Linked DNA regions of Mus musculus: all the other regions are linked to region 2. Evidence: chromatin contacts called from public HiChIP or PLAC-seq and promoter capture Hi-C data. All regions are on one chromosome and are shown on one strand. Each heading gives the region's core, a stretch centred on a gene start, on an enhancer-like site or on the middle of the called end of the contact. The rest is flanking DNA. Distances are from core to core; before and after follow the strand shown. Region 1 overlaps Gm14461 (predicted gene 14461). Region 2 holds the start of Itga4 (integrin alpha 4). Region 3 has its middle 96 kb from the start of Gm39865.

Region 1 (4,195 bases), core at 951-3,450, 960 kb before region 2:
GCCAAGTCTTCTATTTCCATGGCTTTATTTTGAGTCATTTTTGCTCTGTGCTCAGGTACAGCATGTTTTCTTAGGTTCATATTGAATTCTCTCCATGACTAATCTGGAAATAACTTTTACTGAAATCAAATCAATATTATATGAACCAAACATGATTATTCTTGGAGAGGGGGCTTACTGATATTTTATGAAACTTCTCAGTTGATTTTATTGATATATCTTGTTGATACTTGATAATTCTTAGAGGAGAGTGAAAGAGAGCTGTTTTTTTGTTCTAATCTTATAAATATGGAAGATGAAATGATAAAAGTTTCAAGACACGCAGAATTTTAGAACCTGTTTGAATATAGGTAAACTTTGGATTACAAACTAGCTCTACAAGGTTGTACTTATTAGTCCCAGGATATTTGATTGTTAGGTCATAAGACATTTTCAATCACATCTTTCTGTTAGGGAAGAAATATTTTCAATGTACAGAATAAAAGAAAAATCTTACCCATGGAGAGAAAATTAATGACCACTTCATATATTAGTTTCCTGCAGCTGTTATAACAGATCTACCTGGCCAGCATAGCAGAGTGTCCAAGTAATCTGAATTAGCATTATTCCATGTTTCCTGATCCCAAATAGTTTGGTCCTTGATGTTCCTTCCTAAGAATGTTCCTGGGTTTAGTAGTCTGAAGGGCAGCAGGTAAGCATCTGTTTTGTTTGTTTTAAAGGAACCTGGCTCTGCAGAAGCAGTCTCTTTCAAACCAAATTCCTGTACTGCACATACAGCTCCTAAGAACTGCAGGGTTTTCTGACACTTTCTTATCACTGGGCCTAACTCTCTAGGGCATCCATTAACATTCCTTCCTCTTCTACACCAGGGAGCAAACACTTGGGCTGTTGACAGGCTGCTCCCTGTTGCCCTTCTGTTCTGGCTAGCTTTTCCATCTCTGCCTTCTTGCTTCTAGAGCTCTACCCCTTTTCTGCCCCTGGAAAACGTCCTAGGTTTCCCTCATTCTTACTCTGACTCATGAAAAGATGATGCTGTTCTGTCTCTTTGCTGAAGAGTCTCCCTTTAAAGTATTGTGCTGCCACCAAGACTCCTATCCCTAAGAACCTGTACTCCCCACAAAATTGAATTTATTAACAGCTAAATAATATATACTTATTTCCCAATCCTCTTAGTCAAGCCACCACCATTCTACAGGCTGCACTTGCTGTTAGAGATGCATTTGATTTAAAGAGATGGACTCATGCATCTTTCGCTAATTGACATACTTCAATTAGGGCTATGGCATCCAGCTCCTTCTACGATGTAGCACAGACCACCATTTTCTTCCTTTCTAACCTTAATAGCATTTCATTGTGCCTACATGCACTTTCCTTATCCATTAATTTGTGAATGAACCCTTGTGTGTTTTCTGCATGTTAGCTATCACAAATAACGAACGTTGTTTGTACATGTTTATGTTGTTTGTGTCTGTTATAAATTTGGTGTCTTGAATATGTTCTCTTTTGTTTTGGCTTGCATAATTGGTTTCATGTTATGATTTTTTTTCCTTTGACATTCTACACTTCCTGTTTTGGTACACTAAAATTATTCCAAAAAGTACTCTACTGGAGAGCCTCTTGCCTTATTTCCCCCTCCATTTGTCATTCATATATATATGTATGTACATATACATATATATATATACACACACATATATATATCTTATACTACATAGTTATATGTTATATATCATATATTATATAACACACATATATAACATCATATATAACATCATATATAATATCATATATATGTTTTGCTCTCAGTACACTGAAGTATTTGGAAAGTTTAGTCATCAGCAGATACAGAATGAATCATGACCCTGTCATATATATAAATATGAATCTTTGGATATACCACACCTTATTCCTACAATGTGAAACCTATGTTAGAAATGGCAATAGATTTGCTCCAGAGGCATAGATTTTCTCATATATGTTTATGCAATTTTATATACTGAATCGTAGATAAATAGACTGAGGCTTTTTTTTTTAATGAAAAGATTAGTTTAAGTTTAGGGAAGACTGAAGTGAAGATTTGTTATTTTTTAGAAACTCAGTTGTGTCACGTGATGCTTTTCTGGAAGCTGTCTTGTGAGAGGGTGTTTTGCTGACACAGACCCATGTGAGGGCATATGATGTTTTACTGGAGCAGACACTTGAGAGGGTGCATGATGTTTATAGAGAATATAAACATAACCCCACAGATGGCAAGAGAACACCCTTGCATTGCTTCTCCATACAATCTTTCTCTGGTCTTCACTTTGTAGAGAGAAACACACCAAGGAATTTCTGGTGGTATTCCACTTCCAAGGATCCTCGAGGTTTCTGCTGGATGGAGCCACTGCTGCTGACTTTGGTGTTTGCTATTGGACTGGACTGCTGATATCCTGACAACAAAGATTGGAACTACCCCTAAAAACTACTTCTAAGTAGGTCCACCAACCCCTTTTCCTTTTATCCTTCTTTCTCTGCTACCTTTGGTCAGTGGGCTAGAAGGGAGGTTGAAGGGTTTAAAATAGGCTCTGACAATTCTAAGCTTAGAGAATACTGTTACATTTCTAGCATGTAACTGGTTTCTATATTTAATATTCATGAGTGTTGTGGGAAAGCTATTGTTTATATCAGACATATAAGTTACTGTTGATTGACAGCTTGATTGGATTGAGATTAGTGAATTATACCTCTGAGTGATGGGGACATTTTTTGAGATGACTGAAGTCAATGGTTTAATCCACTTGTGGGTTGCAAGTTTTGATAGGCTGTTGAGGGGAGAGCTGGACCCGGGGAGGTCAGTCTAGTTGTAGGAAGTACATCACTGGATGCATGCCTTCCTAGGGTATGTCTTACCCGTAAACCTTTCCCTTGCCTCCCCACAGCCATGGTTGAGTAGCTCTGTTCTACCACAAACTCTCCACTGGGACGTTTCTCACTAGCGCTCAAGATGAACACGACTGTGTCATTATGGACTGAAGCTGTGAGCCACAGTAAATCCCTTTCCCTTAAGTTGTTTTCCCCAGACATTTTTTTGTGACAGGGATTGCACTGAGTCACACAATCTCAGAATCATCCAATTTTGTTCTTAAGCAAATATCAAGTTGAATTGATTAGGAAGACTGCTCTCTCTTCTTTCTTCTCGAACTCCTTTCGTATTCACCAGCTTTGCTTGACCTTCCTCACCACAAAGCCACTAGGGGAGCTGGGTTATCAGCAGGCAAGAAGCACATCTTACCTAAGGGTGTGAGGCTTTCTTTCTGCACTGACTGGAAATCTCAACTTGACCAGCTGTGTGTATGAACATCTTAATGCAATGTCATTGCTCATATTTCATCCTCATAGATCAAAATGAACATCTTAAAGCTATCCCTTGGGGACCTTGAACTTTTAAAAGCTAAATTTTCGGTGTGCATTTTTAAATAGAAGCATTTGGGTCTATTTTGATTAGGATCATACAGTGGAACAGCAAAAAGGTGAATTAGCAATTCAGAGGCAAAAATACCATAGAGCTGGTGAGATAGTTCTGAGACTATGAGGGTAAGGAGGCCCGATGCCAAGCCTGAAGACTGAATTCCATCCCTAGGACACACATGGTGTAAAGAGAGAACCGACTCCCACATCTCACGTCTGCCATGGCCCACACCTTTCTATCCACCCAAGTAAATAGATGTGCTGTGATATGTGTGAGTACATGTGTGTGTATATGTATGTGTGCACATGCACGTGTGGGTATGCATGTGTGTGTGTGTGATTAAAAACCAGGCTTTGGTGCAATTGTCATCTAAAAAGTTGTGATTTTCTCATTGCTACCTCTTAATTAATGTATGGAAAGCGAGAATTAATCTTTTTTGATTATCTGCATATATCTTTTTGTTTTGAATAAAAGTCAAACACTAATTTTTTTTTATAAAACATTCTGACTTTCATCCAAGTTCTAATTATGTCTGTGCGTGTGTGTCTGTTTCCATGTACAAAGAGACTAGAAGAGGTGGTTAGATCCAGTCTGCTTGGAGCATTGTTGCTGCGAAACAAATCCCTGTCTTCCTGAAGAGCAGAGCTTGCTCTTCTCGCTGAGCCATCTCTCCAGCCCCCGATTTTGAAGTACAGAAAGAAAATGAAATTATACAGAGAATGACAAAAAGCAATACTTTCTAAAACA
Region 2 (4,396 bases), core at 1,396-3,895:
TCCTCTGAACCTAGCAACTGCCACCTTGTGGAGGTCAGCTTGTCCCTCTTGCAAACTGATTATCCCAAATGGACCTGTTGACTGTTTAAACAACACATGGAGAAGTGAGGAGGGTCGGAGACCCTGAGTATCCAGCTGCTCCCTACCACCTGGTGTATGAAAGCCTGTTTGAGTTGCTATCCTTTGAAGGAGGGGCTGAATTAAGTAATCTCCAAAAGACTGGGAGTGGGTCTCCATTGATGCCTCTACAAGGAACCCTTCAGTCTGCTGGTTTTCCAGGTGTGGTGTGTTGGGAAAGAGAACCCACATATTAGTAAGTAACTCTCACTTATGCTTCGGAAGAAACACAACCAACATATAGATTCCTGTGCTGGGTATGTCAACTTGACTCAACCTACAGTCACCTGAGAGGAAGAAATCTCAATTGACAAATTGCTTCCATAAGATGTGGGCTGTAGGCAAGCAAGCAAGCCGGTAGGACTTTTTAAATGTTTTTTTTTTCTTTTTCATGTAATGATAGAGTGTGGGACAGTCCAACCCACTGTGGGTGGTACCACCTCCACCCTGGGCTGGTGTTCTTAGGCACCATAAGAAAGCCAGTTAAGTGAGCTACCAGAAGCAAGACAGTGGGTTCTCCATCAGCTCCTGCCTCCAAGTTCCTGCCCAGTTTGAGTTCCTGTTTTGGTTTCCCCTTATGAAGTATGATTCAGGATATCTAAGGCAAATAAATCCTTTCCTCCCCCAGGTTGCTTTTGATCATGGTGCTTTGTCACAGCAATAGGAACCCTAACTAAGACAGTTCCCCAGAGGAAAGGAATTTCAGAGTCATGCCTGGGTTTGCCAATGGGACGTTAGCACAAGGGGTAGACATTGTTTCTATCTCCCCAATGGGAGGGGATTTTTAGCAGCAGGGCTGTTTTCAAGTCCTAAGGGAAGGAAGGAGGGTTGTCTTGGCTTGTTGAATAATACTTCTGGAAAAGTAGCAAATTGTAATCTGAATGATAGAAATGAGGACCTGCCCATTAGCCACTGTACAGCTATCAGTGCCAACCAGAGTTTCACCATCCCTTCCCTGCCTGTGGGGCTCAGGAGGCACGTGCTATTTTATTTTTCAGTCCCTCAACCAGGCTGACCGGCTCCTCCCTCGTGCCTCTTCTCAGAGTGTGTGGAGCCCAACTCAGCGATCCTTGCCTTCCAGCTCTCTTCAAGTGTTCCCAAACAATTAAACTTTATGGAGTAGGGAACTTTTCTTTTCTACTATCAGGCCAAAAATGTTGCTGGGTGCTCCTCCAGGCATCCTGCTGATTTGTTGTGGTGTTTCGAGGACTGGGGGCTGCCCACTGCATGAGATGATCTGACTCAGTGAACAGCGACAGCTGCGGGCCTGTGATTCTGTTGGTGTAACTGGCAGACACGGACTTTCTTTCTTTCTTTCTTTCTTTCTTTCTTTCTTCCTTTCTTCCTTCCTTTCTCTCTCTCTCTCTCTCTCTCTCTCTCTCTCTCTCTCTCTCTCTCTTTCTTCCTTTCTTTCTTTCTCTCCCTCCCTCCCTCTCTCTTTTTCTTTCTTTCTTTCTTTCTTTCTTTCTTTCTTTCTTTCTTTCTTTCTTTCTTTCTTTCTTTCTTTCTTGTCATTTGTCTTTTTTTTGCAACAAAGGTAAGAGGGCCAGCATCTCACCTGCTAACACTCACCAGCACTTGCCTCCTGCTCCAGCGTGAAAAGCAGGGAATGGAATATGGAGTGTAAGACATAAATTAAAAATAAAATAAAATTAAAAAAAAAAAGAAAAGCAGCACACAAGGAGTATGTTCAGCAGAGGCCCATCTCCTGGCTTAGGTGTGCTGTGACTCTGATCTCTGGTGGCTTTTTAGAAGCCTGTTATGACCTTGTCTTAGGCTGTGTCTACACATCTGGTGGTAGGTATGTCCTGGGGTAACTGAGTGTGTACATGGGGACTAGTTATGAAGAAGTGAGCAAGGGGTGGAGTCTGCTAAGTGAGGCAAGTCACAGAATTTCCTTAGCTTGCCTGGGTTTTCTGTGTTAGGCTATTGCCTGGCTTGCTCATGCGTATAGACTCTATTTAAGAGGAAGTGTATAGAGAGGAAGGAAGCCTGCATAAAAGGCTGCAGGCCTGGGAGTTTTGAAGAGACTAGCCATATACTTTTGTCACCAAATGCTCCAATAGGGCTGGGGCGGGAGGGGGGGGGGGCAGCAGTTTTGGCTTCTTGCAAACTGTGTAATTTCTGTATGCTACACAGCACATAAGTGACAGAGGAAGTTCTGGAAGGTTCTCCACAGTCTTAGTTCCCAAATTATTGGCCACTGGGACTGGCCCTGGAGGCCAGTCACTTGGTGAAGTCCCGCAAGGCATCAAGCCTTAGCCAACTTTCAAAAGGGAATCCCCTGATCTGTTTTGTGTTCCCCCAAGGGTTATTTTTGCTGGGCCCCAGAAGCCAGAGCCACTGTGTGTGATGTCTGCCAGGGTGTGAGTCCATGCAACCTAGGTCCCCTAGCGCCCCCTACAGCTGCTGCGGGGCGGGGATGGGGATCGGGTTGGGGAGAGGGAGGCCAGGCTGTGAGCCACTGCACCACACCCAGGACCCCACCCAGATCCTAGGAGCACCCGGCCCCTGGCTCCGGGGCCACAGAAACGGGGCGTGGGCCAGAGCCTGAAGCATCCCTGGCCACTACGATCGCTCCGCCTGTGGCCACCAATTCCCCTCCTCTTCTGGCGTCCCTCTCTCCGCCCCTGTCGCCTGCCAGCACCGGACACGCTGCTGCACTTCATCTCTTGGGGCGCTCTTCTCTTTGGCCAACCGTCGCATCCTGTGCAACTCTGGTCAGTGGCCGTTTTGTGTTGAATGTTCTCCACCAAGAGCGCATGGCTGCGGAAGCGAGGTGCAGACCGAGGTCCCGAGGGATCGCCCTCCGGGAAGCGGTGATGCTGTTGTTGTACTTCGGGGTGCCAACCGGGCACTCCTACAACCTGGACCCGGAGAATGCACTGCTGTACCAGGGCCCCTCCGGCACGCTGTTTGGCTACTCGGTGGTGCTGCACAGCCACGGGTCGAAGCGCTGGTGAGTGCGCCCTCCCCAAGAGGCATGTCACAGCGCCTCCGCCTCTGGGATTCCTTGTATGAATCAAACTTTCCGCCCTCCTGGGAGGTCAGAGAAAGACCTGGCTTCAGCCAGCTGCCTCACTGGAGAGCCTTGGAACTAACTTATCTTGGGATGGCAGCCCCCAGGGTGCTCCTGAGTCCTGGGTCTCCAGTCATGGGAAGAGGAGGTGGGTGCCACTTCCCTTGCTGACCACTGCACAGCTGTCACAAGCCAACACGGGGCAGAGTGGGTGGGCAGACTGGTTCACGTCTGAGCGAACTTGCATGGTTCTTGCTTTAGGCTCATCGTGGGGGCTCCCACTGCCAGCTGGCTCTCTAATGCCTCAGTGGTCAATCCTGGGGCGATTTACAGATGCGGGATCAGAAAGAATCCAAACCAGACCTGCGAACAGCTCCAGCTGGGTGAGTTGGGTCCCCAAAACAAGACATAATGAACTTTCTCCCCTTCGTGGGTCCACTGTTGGGCAAGTCCTGGAAGACACTATGATGCTGGTCTCTTCTGGATTAAAGTACAAGCTTTTCAATTTTAACCCCATGCCAGCTTGCTCCTGAGAGTATTTTCCTCTCCTTTGCTTGCAACTGTATGTGATCTCAGTATCTTCCAAACCTCTTTCAGGGGAAGTCTCATAGGGTGGCTTCTGGCAAGCTACCTTCTACCAGTCCTAGAACTCTTCCATGTGTAAAATCTGTTTCAAAGCCTTAAAACCCCTCTCTGGCTGAGGACCCAACTTCTCAACTTTGTTCTAGCGTGAGCTGCACATCAGGAATAGAAACTTTGATTGAGCCTATATCCCACCATGTAGCCTATATCCCACCATGTAGCTTATATCCCACCATGTAGCTTATATCCCACCATGTAGCCTATATCTCACCATTTAGCCTATATCCCACCATGTAGCCCAGGGATTTTTCTTCCCCTTCCTTTAAAAATGACACTACCTACCATAAAAGAATGGGAAGAAAAAAACAGCATGCCTTTTGTTAAAATCATAAATATAGGAGGTCTGACATATAATTACTAATTTTCCTCCCCTCAAATTCTCCTGTAAAGCAGGTCTGTCTTTCAGCCCTCGTTTCTGTCTTTATTTAGGTTTTCAGCAACTTGAGAAATGTGCGCTGACGGCAGAGGAGACAAGTTTCATGTTTCAAAGTCAAAAGCAAAGTTGCTGCGCACAGACACATGGGGAAAGAAAGGGGAACTAATATTAATTTAGATCTATCTTGCTCTCAGTACTGTTAAGCATGGCTGTGTATATTGCTCAATGTTTTCCCCTCACAG
Region 3 (4,330 bases), core at 1,642-4,141, 600 kb before region 2:
ACCTAAGCCAATATGGAAGTAATAATGGTCCAACAGCAAATCTGGCTACACCCAAGTGTTTGTTTTTCCTCCGAGCTGATTTTAATTACTAAATTACTAATGCCTGAACTTGCATAACTTTACATTTAGAAATTATCAGTTAGTAATATATAAGCTCCTCTATCTTTCTTGGAAAAATCACCTTTATAGCAAACCAGCGTTCTACTTGTGGTTTCATCTGTGTGACACAAGGTAGGAGAAGAAAAACATCAATATTCCAAACAGCTTTCAGATTAAACTCTACAAACCTCGGTAACCTTTATCCTTGGGTCAAGTTAAACCACATGGTCTGTACTTCCTCTTTAGAGTTATAGTGTATTATTTGCAATGGAATACACATTTTATGATGTTAAACAAGCTTGAGGATTAGTGGTATTTGGGAAACCTAAGCATTTCCTAAGTGAAAGACTGTGACCTACGGTGACTTGGGCATCCACCCAGATGTTCACACCAGCATCCTCACTCCTCCCGAGGAGGTTGTGTAAGAGTAAATACATCTTTATAGCAATAAATGTTTAATGTCTATGAATCTGTCAGAACTACCCACTTACAGTTACCTTGATAAAAAGCATTATTGTCTATAAAACTATGAGGTGAAATGTACTTTCCCATCCCAAAAGCTAAAACAGACAGTCTTATTTGTAGGTTCTACATTTGAAGATTAGACGGGTTATTTTAGGCTAACAATGTTTTGAAAAAATAACGAGCTCAGGATGGAAAACCAGAAAGAATTTGTTTCTATTTTATCTTTTGTTTTCAACGTAAGTGTTTGCTTCAGGGGGCTCACTGCAGTGAATCCTGGTAAGAACGCAAGTAAAGAGCATATAGAGACGGATATGAATAACTGCTGAATTTGTCAAGCAAATACTCTTCACTGGTCAGCAAGAGCTGGGTGTTACCTGACTGATTTGTTAAGTCAGATCCTTGCCTTTTCTATGTCACACTTTAGGGTAGGTTATACTAATCTGTGGGATAAGATGACCATTCACTGAAAAATAACACAATTATTTAAAGACCACAAGACCCTTGAACTTGATATGGCTCTGATTATCATTTTGTATATTTGCCAGAAACACACTGATCGATTTTGCTTTTCAACCCCTGCGCCCCCGCCTCTTTCTCTTTTACCGGGAGGAACTGTGCCTTGCAATTTTCTCAGCTCAACACTTTGTTCTTTTCCTTTAAACATCTTGATGTCTAAGAAGCTGCAAACACCACAGGGAGGCACACAACAACGTGAAACTCACCCTTTGAAAAGCAGTGTCCCCTAGCATGAGAGACTGGCATTTTACTTCTGTAAGCATCGGGGTTCCCCAGGAAAATGGAAAGGTGAATTCTGAAGCTAATGTTGTCCCCGTGAGCAGGAGATGGATGAGTAAAGACGAATACAGGCTAGCATTCAACAACCTGATGTGCAAACAGCTTCGGAATGCGCACCCTTTGGACCGTCTGACACCTGCTAGAGTGACCAGTGACATTGGGCCTGACAGAGTCAACCTCAGAGACCTTAGATGTACTGCCATCCACAATGGTAGGCTGCTTTTGTCAGGCTTGGCCACATTTCTTTCAGAAAGGGGCTCTTCTTCTCATTCTGTCTCCTGAAATCTTGACGTTTGTAGTGTGCATTTAAACATATCAGTAAATTGACCCTTTTTCTTTAGGAACACTTTGACGATGTTTTGAGAGTTTCTTACACATAACATAATTTAGGTCTACTTTCTGGATTGCTCTGGAAACACAATATACAACTACCCAATGAATTCTGAAATCAATATTCAATATAAAATAATATTATTTTAATTGCATTTCTTCATTTTGTTTCATATAATCCTGAGACTCCCGTGGCTTATGTCTTCTTCGCTGTTTGGTACATCCAGAGTTATATTTATAATGCTCTATTCTTCCAGGTTTTAAAATCTGGAGGTATAAAAAGTAGGATGTAGGAGGCTGTTAGGGGCATTATTTCAGCAGAAAACTGCCTTATAATTAAATCTTAGTACAGACTATCTATGATGTATTTAAAGCTTAAAGCCATAATTGATTGGATTAGAGTCTGACCATTTATAGGATATTTTAAATTCCTGATTATGTTCTGTTAGTAATTGCTTTTGAAATTTATTTCCAGCTATGTGTTCTCTTCTGCTAGTAACATCACTGAAAGTGCTGTGATGTTCCATTTTCACAGATTTGAACACTTTTGACTATTTCCATTTTGATGCCTTTCATCCTCTCTAATTCTTATAAATTCAAATTTTCTAATAAAAACTTAGGCGATGGACAGGACGAACCACAACAGGTTACATTTATCAAACACCTACAGACATTGTGCTAACTATATTCCCATGGCTTACGATATTCCGCTTTCTCAGTAACCCTAAGAGGTGCTCATTAATGAAGCTCATTGGACAGGCTGGTGAAATCCTTTGTGCAGGTTACACAGCTAAGTCCTCGGAAGTCTAAAACTCAGGGTCCTATTGACTACACAGAGATAAGTTGGGAATGTTATCAAATCCTCAATTACTCGTGAACAAATAATTTCAAAGAGTATACTAGGGAATATTAATAAACTAGAAATGAATTACCAGCTGTCACGATCCACACAAAGCTCACAGATTGCACACTGCTACATGTAAATACACGTCAACAACAAACATTTGGATATGCTCCCATGTCAATTAAAACAAAATACAGAAAGGAAAGCCCACCATGAGCCTTTTCCATTTGCAGTCATACAGCACCTGATACCCGTGCTACCTGATACCGGCTAGAGACAGCTTATTCACTTTATTGTTACTATGCTGCAGGAAGTGTTGGTCCAACACTTCTTTCTGCCTCTTAGATGACTGAAAAGATCACATGAGTCAGTTGCCCTTCACTGGCATGCCAGGGGCAGATGGGTATGCACAACAAATGTTTCCTGGGTGTGCTGCCAAATGTTGAGTAATGTGTAAAATGTATTTTGGTTTCAACTAAAGATACATATGGTCACTGCAATGTCTGTCAGATGGAATGTGGAACAAAAAGGGTTCAGTGGGTTTGCTCTGAGCAGATTAGGGCTTGTTATGCAGAAAAAAGAGCAGGTCTGTGTGTTTGCAAACTGGCTTCCGAGTAACACTGGGGCTTGCTGACCTTTGCCCCTTGAGTCTATTAAAAAGCATTTATCTGCAATCAGTTATTCATGCAAAGAGACATATAATGAAGAGTAATAGCTTAGTTTCTGGGATGGCTATGGATTTTTTTTCTATGTGTTCTGTGGTGTTATTTGGCTGTGATCATGTTTAATTATTATCAAAGGAGGCAAGAAACATAAACCCAGAAACATTCAAGGAAAAGAAACAAACCTGACGCCTTTTTGGTTTTGTGTAAGATACTGTCTTTGCCCAGTGTTCTTTTGAATGACTTTCTTATGCTTAGAAAGCCACACCACCCTTCATTGGCCCCCCATCCCGGCTGTCTTGCCCCACTCCAGAATGCAATCTTGAGCAGTCATCCTCTATTTCATGATAGGTTTTATATCTCAGCAATCCAAACACATTTAGTTATATGTAATCACTGCCTACATGATAGCAGTTACCGTCAGAGACCTCAGCCTCTGAGCTCTGCGGGTTTCCTAATCAATTCTAATTTGTCACTTGGACAAAACAGTCAAATCGATTGTGGATGCATTGATTAAAAGAAGCCTAACGTCCAAGCTTAGAATAAAAGATCAATAAATAACTACACACACATATTCTGCCTGGCACCATTTAGGGAAAGGATGATCGATCTTTATGTTTTTATGAGAAAACCTGTCTCTTATCTAAATTATTAAATGCTGAATGATTGGATAATATTTTCTAAATATTAAAAGAGGACACGTGTCATTTTAAACGTCTGAAAGTCAGGATATACATTCCTATTTTTTTTCTTTACTAGAAGATCATATTTTGGCACATTTGTAGAGCTGTCTTTTTCTATCTATCTTCATACAAACTTTCACTTTCATTTTTTAATCAGATACAGAACCTTCCCTGCAAATGTGAACCCCTGTTTGCCAATAGAACATTACTTTTAGCCAAAAGCAGATTATATTTATATGGCTCATCTCCAAATCCTGCTGGTTGCCCTCAGTAAATGTGCTAATTGCTTTTTTTAGCTATCCATTTTCTTATCTTAGCCTTTGTGGCTTCATGCACATTTTACTAGATGTTACACTTTCTTGTGTTTAGGTTTTATTTGCATGACACCAAAGTGTGAGTCAGTTGGCTCGCTGCATTTTGCATACATTGCGCATAATGAATTCTAATGTGGA

The links. Promoter capture Hi-C pulls out the DNA fragments that hold promoters and counts their contacts. HiChIP or PLAC-seq counts read pairs in DNA pulled down with a chosen protein or histone mark.
Region 1: an H3K4me3 HiChIP or PLAC-seq map of bone marrow-derived macrophages shows a contact between it and region 2, with 6 times the contacts expected there. The contact joins the enhancer-like site here to the promoter of Itga4 in region 2. A contact is called at or near these places in 6 of 39 promoter capture datasets (the 3T3-L1 cell line, 3T3-L1-derived adipocytes, cranial neural crest and 2 more) and 1 of 115 datasets of contacts at active chromatin or transcription factors (bone marrow-derived macrophages).
Region 3: a contact with region 2 is called in a promoter capture Hi-C map of hippocampal neurons, with 2.8 times the contacts expected there. The contact joins the enhancer-like site here to the promoter of Itga4 in region 2. A contact is called at or near these places in 6 of 39 promoter capture datasets (embryonic stem cells, hippocampal neurons, liver and 2 more) and 2 of 115 datasets of contacts at active chromatin or transcription factors (the SCID.adh cell line and fetal liver).

The regions. Positions count from the first base shown.
Region 1 is chr2:78,291,016-78,295,210 of GRCm38.p6, forward strand. It overlaps Gm14461 (predicted gene 14461), which reads left to right. Exons shown (of 6, transcript NM_177843.4): 4 at 2,310-2,471. Among named protein-coding and RNA genes, the nearest start is that of Gm14461, 56 kb to the left of the region's middle. Within about 2 kb of position 2,201, at least 2 of the 459 cell types and tissues checked have an H3K27ac peak or open chromatin away from gene starts, as enhancers often do. A contact at or near this core is called in bone marrow-derived macrophages, where this site is marked.
Region 2 is chr2:79,252,781-79,257,176 of GRCm38.p6, forward strand. It overlaps Itga4 (integrin alpha 4), which reads left to right and starts at 2,646. Exons shown (of 28, transcript NM_010576.4): 1 at 2,646-3,076; 2 at 3,398-3,519. The coding sequence starts at 2,880.
Region 3 is chr2:78,652,675-78,657,004 of GRCm38.p6, forward strand. No RefSeq gene overlaps it. Among named protein-coding and RNA genes, the nearest start is that of Gm39865, 96 kb to the right of the region's middle. Within about 2 kb of position 2,892, at least 18 of the 459 cell types and tissues checked have an H3K27ac peak or open chromatin away from gene starts, as enhancers often do. A contact at or near this core is called in hippocampal neurons, where this site is marked.